Linked DNA regions of Ostrinia nubilalis: region 2 is linked to region 1. The links are chromatin contacts, called in public Hi-C maps. All regions are on one chromosome and are shown on one strand. The core of a region is the stretch at or near the end of the contact, and the rest is flanking DNA. Distances in the headings are between cores, read along the strand shown.

What was found. Hi-C and Micro-C count contacts between places; a contact is called where the count stands out from the background.
Region 2: a Hi-C map of whole body shows a contact between it and region 1, with 10 times the contacts expected there. The contact joins the promoter of LOC135078093 here to the promoter of LOC135078077 in region 1. A contact is called at or near these places in 3 of 5 Hi-C or Micro-C datasets (all in whole body).

What each region holds. Positions count from the first base shown.
Region 1 is chr14:7,647,682-7,652,363 of ilOstNubi1.1, forward strand. It overlaps LOC135078077 (glycogen synthase kinase-3 beta), which reads left to right and starts at 2,038. Exons shown (of 11, transcript XM_063972641.1): 1 at 2,038-2,457. The coding sequence starts at 2,349. It overlaps LOC135078079 (leucine-rich repeat-containing protein 58), which reads right to left and starts at 1,415. Exons shown (of 4, transcript XM_063972645.1): 1 at 795-1,415; 2 at 1-11. The coding sequence starts at 1,285.
Region 2 is chr14:8,494,340-8,498,955 of ilOstNubi1.1, forward strand. It overlaps LOC135078093 (serine/threonine-protein kinase SIK2-like), which reads left to right and starts at 3,238. Exons shown (of 9, transcript XM_063972665.1): 1 at 3,238-3,946. The coding sequence starts at 3,821. LOC135078092 (N-alpha-acetyltransferase 30-like) reads right to left here and starts at 2,416. Exons shown (of 2, transcript XM_063972664.1): 1 at 1,352-2,416; 2 at 608-1,249. The coding sequence starts at 2,062. The coding sequence ends at 1,085. LOC135078090 (NEDD8-activating enzyme E1 regulatory subunit) reads left to right here. Exons shown (of 1, transcript XM_063972663.1): 1 at 1-250. The coding sequence ends at 220.

The sequences.
Region 1 (4,682 bases), core at 788-3,287:
GAATCTGTAAACTAAAGAAAGAAGCTATTATAGCTATTAACTAAATTATAATTATAATCTAGTGGTAAAGAAGCAATGTGCATAATTTTAATTAAAGTCATTTTCAGAGTATAATCAAGGCAACTGGATGTATCCGGCAATAGTCATGGGAATAATATGTCCAGAAAAACTCCCGGTAGAATTGACAACTGCACAGGAATGTTAATAACACTTTTAACAAGAACTTTATTTCAAGCAGATAACGTTGTAGTAGGTAAGGTACACATTCCGGTGGAGCTAACTTAATTTGTACTGTAGGTAATAGCTACAATAAATAAATGTGCATTAAGAGGAGTCACTTTATGAACAAGCAAGAGTGGTAAAATGTGACTTTTATCAATCCTTTAATAGACTTCAAAAACTATTGTTAAAGTTTAATCAACCTTAGAAGTGACACGTAAGTCATTGCCATTTAATTACATGGATGCTGTATAATGTACACAGGTGACTTTATACTGAGTTAAGTGATAATGTTCAAAGTTCCTTCCTGTTGATTGAGAAATGACGAAGGTAGTTAAAGGAATTGGTGATTCCAGTTTTCCAATAGGATACCTTACACATTAATAAGGCAATTTTATTACGCTCTAAGTACAATGCACATTCGGGTGTTTTACCAAGTATTTATATAACATGAAAGATATCAGTCCGAGAACAAAGAAGTAAAACATGAATGTTTACTTAAGAAATTGTGCAGATCAAAAATATTATACGGAACATCGTTTCGTTATATTAACACTGTCTTAAACAATACCTACCTGTTTAATTTCCATATATCCTTTGGTATATTGACTATGTTGTTGCCCCCAAGATAGAGATACTTAAGCGAACATAATTCTAACACTTGTTCTGGGAAGACATTTAGTTGATTTCCACTCAAGTTAAGTTCCTTTAATGTAGTTCTAGCGGAGTAAAAGCTTTTTGGTAACGAATCATTTGTCAGCTGATTGTGTTTTGCTATGAGTGTAGTGAGTGGACAATTCTTGAGCACATCAGGTAAACTTGTAAGCCTATTATTGCTCACATCCAATATCTTCAAGTTGCAAAACCTGTTTAGTGTGTCTGGTAGAGTCTTTATTCTGTTGTTGTAGAGCAGAATTATCTCGTAACTTTTTGCACAGTCCTTTTCATCAACAATGCCTCTTAGCTCAGCCGATAAGGCGATAGACTCCAATAACTGGCAAGATAAATCGAGAGTTTTTTGTTCTCTGCTATCACTGTCGCAGCTGTCCGACGTGTAACACTCCATTTTGTAGATTGATTGCGCTGAGGCTATTCTGACCTCTGACTTGCGCAAAATATTTTGAAAATCACATTATCAAACAATTCTCAATCACTAGATGAAGCGCACGCCTATCACGCCGGCGGCGCACGCGCAACTGCAAAGAGCATAAAAGAGCGCAACTGCGTCACAAAAACAGGCGGCGCATTAATTAATACGAATGAACGATGGATCGTTTGGTTTGCGTCGCATCGTGAGAGCTGGCGCTGATTGGCGGTTCACTGCAGAGTTATTAAAGAATGTTATTTATTGGATGCGTGTATACTTACAACAGTTTAAAATTTGGGCGTAATCACATTGCTACGACCAATTTATGACGTGCCATTTATTACATTTTATTACAAAACATTTAATTCAACAAATAAATAGGTTTAAGCCCCTCCCCGACAGATGGCTCTGTCGTATGGAAAGTTTAGCTTCATTTTCTTTTCGCTAATGAAATTTTGGTAATAACAATAAATTAATGTATAGTAATTAAATAATACTTATATTTGGAAATCACCCATTTTACTTAAAAAAAATAAACTGTTCAAAAATGTTTTCTTTGGGTACAACGCCTAAGCTTCGTTTTTAATCTATATTTTGTAAGTGTAAAACTAGCTGTGTGCTGTTTTACCGATATTTTTAATTCAACGAAAGTTTTTAATCATTTTATTGTAGATGGCAGCACACATCGTTATGTGACGTCATGTTCGGGGAGTGATCGAACGTCCGAATGGGTTCCGGACATAGCCGAACGAGTGAGCGAGTGCAAGTCAAGAAGGAAGACGAAGAAACTAAAATCTGTCGTTCACTTTAGTGATGTAAATTTTGAAATTTTAAGAAAATGATATTGTAAAAGCTTGAAAGGATAATCTTATTTTGATTTTAATTGTATCTTAGTGATATTGTTTTGACTATTATAGCCCTGACTTAATTTATACCGTCGGTAAAGTGAGAGAGTTCAGTGCGTGTGCAAGGGTGGTAACGAGAAATGTGAAGTATCTATGAAGTTCAGGATTCTAAAGCCGTTTATTTTATAAGTTTAATAATGAGCGGACGCCCTAGGACCACGTCATTCGCCGAGGGCAGCAAATCCGTTCGAAAGACATTCGATAATCAACCACCGAAACCACCTCTTGGAGGCGTAAAAATTAGCAGTAAGTACCACCTAACCATTCTTTTGTCGGCCATCGTGATTTCTTTGCGCCTGTGACGTATTTCGTTACTGACAATTTTAAACATGGCTGCAAACTGCCACAAATGAGCATTTATGTTAGTTATTTCTAACAATTTCGGGGTAAATCAATATCGGCTACATTTACGTCTATAGCGTTTCAAAAATGGCCACAGCCTGTGCTTCATTTCTGCCACATAGGCCTGGCATTGTGACAGCTATCACGTCAAAATTGTAAGAATTTGAACGCGATGCGTCCAAAACGTAATGATTGAAACGCGTTCGGTGTAATAAGAAGTCCACTATATTCTTGTTCCCATGAGCCAATTGTAAGGGATTTCCTCAATTTCTTCATAGGTACCTAATGATTATTCCTATTATTTTGAGGTTACTTTAATATGACGTAATTTAATGGGAGCTTTATTGCTAAAAAACATATTATCTATATCATAAGTAATCCCCACATACTTGATCAGACCACCAATCACCATAATGCTCAGATAATATTCAACCAAAGTTCATAGCAAATAACCAATAAGATATAAACTTCAAAATATTCTTTGTGTCAAAAATGCTTTGTTATAACAAATTTACATACTTAAAGCATTTTCTAAAATTCATTTCCACTAAATATATTTAAGGCTTTGGTTATAAACCAGATAGGTATTATAATAATTTGGCTATGTTGGTTTCACAAATTTATTATTGTCATACACTCGATATTAAAATGTGTGCACCAGAGACCCAGTGACCTACTAGGACAGTGTTTTTCAACCTGTGGGTCGCAACCCCCTGGGGGTCGCCAAGCCTCTATAGGGGGGTCGCGTGAGGTCATAAAATCTACCTCAGTAAAAAAACATTACTTATAAAGATAGGTTTATCCAAAATCTAATATAATCATAAAAATGTTTTATGGATTGAAATACTCAGTTCCCACAACATCTTTGTAACATTTTAAATGCAAGAAAAAAAAGGCGAGCGGTAGGGGGTCGCAAAATATTTTTTCATGCTAGGGGGGTCGTGTCATGAAAAAGGTTGAAAAACTCTGTACTAGGATAATCCAAATTGGTTAATATTAATGAGTATTACATAAATCTGTAGCATTAATGTGAATTTAAACATGAATTCTAATGATAATATGTTTAGGTACTAAGTTTCCATCACACTACCTATTGATGATAAAATTATGACTTCATTAGCATAATTTTATTAAGGGTTCAAATTTTATTAAGTTTTACTTAACAAACAAAAACTATATAGTAAATAAATAGTACAATAATACTTTTTAAGATGATACCAGTGTAACTTTATTTAACTTTTATATTCTTTTTTTTAAATATTGTATTATCTATTCAAGTATTAGTATTATTTGTTTATTTAAACATAGTTTTACAATATTTTTTACACTGTCTTTTTTCTAATAAATTTATAAATTATAAAAAAAGACATTATAAAATATTTAACTAGACTGTCCTAGTAAAAAATATTTGACATGATTATTTAAATTGTTGCAAACACTGTTTTGTTCTGTACTCATTGACAATTTCTGACTAAGATGTTTTTTCCAAAACTCATACTTTAGATTTTTCCTATTGTATCTTATTATTAATTACCCTTGCTTTGCGGTAGCTGACTTAAATACAATAGGTAAATATTTCTCACAAATGTTCACCTTGCTTGCTTTTTTCCTAATTTTATACCTGGTATTTAAATTTAAAAGATAAATAAACAAAATAATCTGATAAAAAAGTGTGTTTCTGGATTGACAACTTAATATTAATATTTGAGTATTGTATACATAAAAATAAGTAACAATATTTTACCGAGTCAATATTAAGAAATGTCATGAACTAAGTACATAGTTTTAAATGTGACCTAAGAACTATGTCTATATTCTTTCATAGTCATGTCTCCCATTCATTATATGGCATGGAAACAGTGAAATGAAATACTTTCAAAGGAATATTCAGAATTATTTTAATGTAGTGATTTCCTTGGCCATGTGTGTGGCCAACTACCAATCAGTGGGCAAATTAATTTAGCAATTTCTTACAGGAGATAATTTGTTATGAAAATATAATATGAATCAAGAGGTACTTTTAATGAGTTCTTTGATCAAAATCCAAATATATTGTTCTATGGGTTAAAATTTGGTAATTTGACCTCAAAATGTACAATAAACTCCAAATTAATTACTTTTGCACATTA
Region 2 (4,616 bases), core at 1,988-4,487, 850 kb after region 1:
TAAACTACTCAGTGATATATCATGTTCTCCATTCCCAAAAGATGATCATATTCATGAAATGTGTCGGTATGGTGGAGCTGAGATACACAGTGTATCAGCATTTCTAGGTGGCTGTGTAGCACATGAGGCAATTAAAATAATCACCAAACAATATAAGCCAGTGAATAACATGTTTATCTATGATGGATCTTCAACTAACACTGCAACATTTACTTTTTAATCAGAAAAATTAATAAATTGTGAAGCAAGATGCATTTTATTTATTTATATTTCAAATATTTATTGGGAACTAATTTGCCTATAGCTTGACCATAGTGGTTTGGGCTAGTCAGAAAATTTATCGCCCAAGCAATCAATTGCCGACTTATAAACATAATTTATTGTTACAAAAGCTAATGACATTTCGTAATGCAAACATGAGGGATGATTGATTCTCCAAACTTTGATCCCCTTCAAGCTTTACTTTTAAGACAAAATGTAGCCTATCCAACTCCAAGGTATCTAATATTACTTATCTGTACTGAACTAAATTAAAATTTGTTCAGTAATTTCAGCATGAAAAGGAATCAAGACAGATTAGTATGGATTTGAGTTAAATGATACAAACTTTTAGAAGATGTTTTGAACACTATTTACTATCAATTCACTCAATGATTCGACTTCACAATACAAATCAGTATTAAAAAGAATTGATAAATTCAGTCAGTATATTCTTACATCTGTGACAAAAGCTACAAGTGAAGGGTGAAAATATAAACACTGACTATAATTTTAATTCTTCAAAGTTGTGTATTTTTTGGATGGAAATGAACCATTTATAATCTTATACACAAGATATAAAATCAATTTGAGGAAAATATTTCATTAACAATTTCAACACATAAATTACATAAAATAAACATATCACATGACTAAAATAATTGAAACAAAACTATACATTTGGCTAAAATCCTCATGGCAATAGAAGGTTACACCATATAACAACAGTAGGGATCACTTATATGTAAAATATGCTTGAGACTAGTAAGCCTCCACAAGTATAATAACACAACATTGAGAATTTCCCATTAGTTACCTACTTATTTCACCTTAACCACAACTTTAATCGCAATGCATCTACACCATTGAGATAATATCGAAATAAGCGTTTGTCCCGTACAAAGCCCAAATTTTCATATAACTTGAGAGCTGGTTTATTTGTGATTTCAGTTTCTAAGACCACTTCGTCTGCATTGTCATTTATCATTGCCTGAAATTGAAAACTAATATTAGTATACAATTAAAACCAATATTAACAGCTGTCAACTATACAAAAGGTAACTTATTGTATAAAAAATGAGAAAAGTATTACCTGTATTGCTTTCCGAACTAGCCTAGATCCAATCTTTTTCTTCCTGTACTTCTCATCCACCGCCAACATGGCAATATAGCCTCTCTTGACAACATTGCGATGCATATCTAACTTACAAACAATGGCACCTATGCAAGTCCCTTCATGAGTCGCTAAGAAGCAAAGTTTAGGCCAATTATGAATAAAGTATCTATAGGTATAGATAGAGTAAGGTTCTGATAAATCTTTTTGTATAAGTCGCATAATCTCTGGCATTTGAAGCTCCGACTCGTACGATATTATTTCGATTTCTTCTCTTGGAGCTTCGTCATGCGTGTCGGCACTGTCTTCCATGCTTTCTAAGGTGTCTGAAGGGTGCCTGACAGAAGCAGGTTCCTCAGTCTGCCCACTGGCAGCATCACTACACTGTACACTATTTACATCTTTCGAAAGATCACTTACTACATCGTCTTGAGCTTGAATCACACTCGAACTGTTCGAGACATCATTTTTATTCAAGTGATCACTTGTTCCATTAGTTAGGTTACTATTATTCAAATTGTTAATATGAAGAGTATTAGCTAAAACTTCTTTTAGCTTCTCTTGATCCAATATACTTATATCGTCAGTCGTTTCAGAAGGATCTTTGGCCTTTTTGCTCTTGCTTTTCGCATTCGCATTCATCTGACTGCATTTGATGCTTTGTACATTACCATCCGCGACTTGATGCATATTGGCGTATTTCTACCTATTTTATTTACACATTCACACGATTATAAGCTCATATAAAATCCAATAAAAGCTTTTACGATGATACATACATTCTTTCCTTGTCAAAATTGCAGAAGAGTATCACCGACATCTTGCCAAGTACAGTGTAAACTTTGGTAGCAAGACGATCCAATGTACCAAATTAAATGTACGTTTCTTAGGTTATAAATTGAAAAGGATTGTTAAAACAGTGAAATAGAAACAAGAATATGAAAAAATAGTTCTTGAAAATATTAGAAATTTGCAATTAGTTCGCCTTCCACAATCACATTGGAAAAAATGCGATTGCGAGGCGAGTTACCACTTGGAAAAATGACATTTGACTTTGTCGAATATGTTTTTTTTTATTGTTCATCGTAGCTTTGGGTATTGTGCTTTAGCTAAGTTTTTCAATCATCATTAATCGTCATCTATGGTCATGATCGTCATGCATTCCATGATTTGTTGTTTGGAAAAGTTGATTGTTTTTATGAAAAATTCTGTATTACGTCTTAATGTATATTTAAAATTGTTAAAAATATATATTACTGTTGATGATATATTAGAGATTCGTGAAAGAACATGAAAGTTTCTGTACAAAAAAAATGTAAATGAAAATAAATTCTCTTCGCTCAAATTGGATTAAATCTCAAATGTAAGTTCTGTCCTCAGTTCTGGTTCTGCCACAGAGAAAATTCGACGAATTTCGATGTCATGGACGGTGACTAATTCAAAATTCATGCAATGTGTGCAAAAAGTGTGGTACTGTGGTAACCTTATTTTATTGTTAATAAGCGCCATCTATTGTTGAGTAGTCCCACTGTTTGTAACTACTATTCTACTTCCGTTTAGGATAAACTACTTCAGAGTCAGAACCTCAGATTATGTTGTGAGACTTGTTTATTTTTAGATATTTATAGAGCGTTTTTTTACTTTAATACAATTTTTTTTTCACTTATTTGATCTATTTGTAAATTAATTTAACTGCTTAAATCTGTTATTTTATACGTATTAGTTGAATACTACGTTATTGTGTACAAATAGCTATAATGTATGCAAGCTACCGCTGTATTTGATAAATGTATGATATTCTTATCGTGTTGCTGACGTCACGGCCAGGAGAAACATGGCGGGCTGCTGAAAGCGCGCGCGTGTCGTAGCTCGCAGGTACCTAGTGTGTTCGCTTTGTAGAGTTTGAAGACGTACTCGACGCGATCGACTCGGCTCTCGGACTCGAGTTCAGTACCCGGTTGACAGCCGGTGAGGCGGCGGTGTGACGTGGTGCCCTTATCGTATTATACGCGCACGCCGCCTCTGCGCGATTTTCTACTCATTGTAAATATTTCTTGTGTACAATAGCAAGTTCTGCTTTAATCAAGATTATTAGGTGTGCACGTAAACTTATTTAAACAATATTTAACTTTTGTTATTCGAAACAACATAAAACGCGGACCTTTGATACGTTATTTACTAATGAATAAATGCAAGACGTCTCTTTGGTAAATGAAAATAACAGTGTACTTATTAAAAAACGGGTTAGTGATGAAAATTTGATTTTTAAATCCATGAAACTGTAGACCCTGATGCAATAAATAGTACACCTAACCAATACGCCAGTGTGAGTAGTGTTAACCACTAATGGATGAACATAATGTGTCCGTACATTGTGACATAGTTTCAAGATTTTCAGATTCAGTGTAATGCAAAGAATCTATTTAAGTTGGTGAATAAACATCTACAATGGCGGATCGGGAACGTCCTGCGAAAACCCCCATTAGGGTGGGTTTTTATGACATCGAGAGGACCATTGGCAAGGGAAATTTTGCTGTTGTTAAATTAGCACGACATCGAATAACGAAGACTGAGGTAAGGCTACAAAAATATACATATTATGTTCACCGCGAAATATTTTTAATAAACCACATCACTCTCCCTACAAGTTTTTAGTCTTTCTTTTGACCCCATGTAATATTATATCCAAATATGTTAATAATACCTACTATGTATTCATAATGTTACTAACTTAATAATTTAGAATATTATTATTACCTACATTAAACACCAAACGTTATCAACGCACCAAAGAGTGAATTTAATCAACCAGACTTCAGAGTCTTATCAGAGTCTAATAGGAATTCATAACTTAAGAAGTGCCTACACCCAACTATATTTTGGGAATTCGAAGAAAGAAACACCTACACAAAAGTTTTTGAATCAAGGAATTCCTTATTTTAATCTACCCGGGTATATTATACGAATCCAGTTAAGGGTAAAACACATTACAACATGAGCTGATAGAGTTAAACAATTTGATAAATACTTTATGTTACCTTATGGTATCTTACGTTGCTGCAAGCAGGTGTAAATTACCAGTTTACCACATTCCAAACAATGGGGCCATTCGAGATAACGACAGTCAACACGTGATAAATGAGATTTTAAAGACCTAAACACTTGCCTGGGATATCTGCACTAAAATAAAATTATTATCATTCAAATTAACGACAGAAGCCCTGAAGGCAGTCGAAAAAATCTA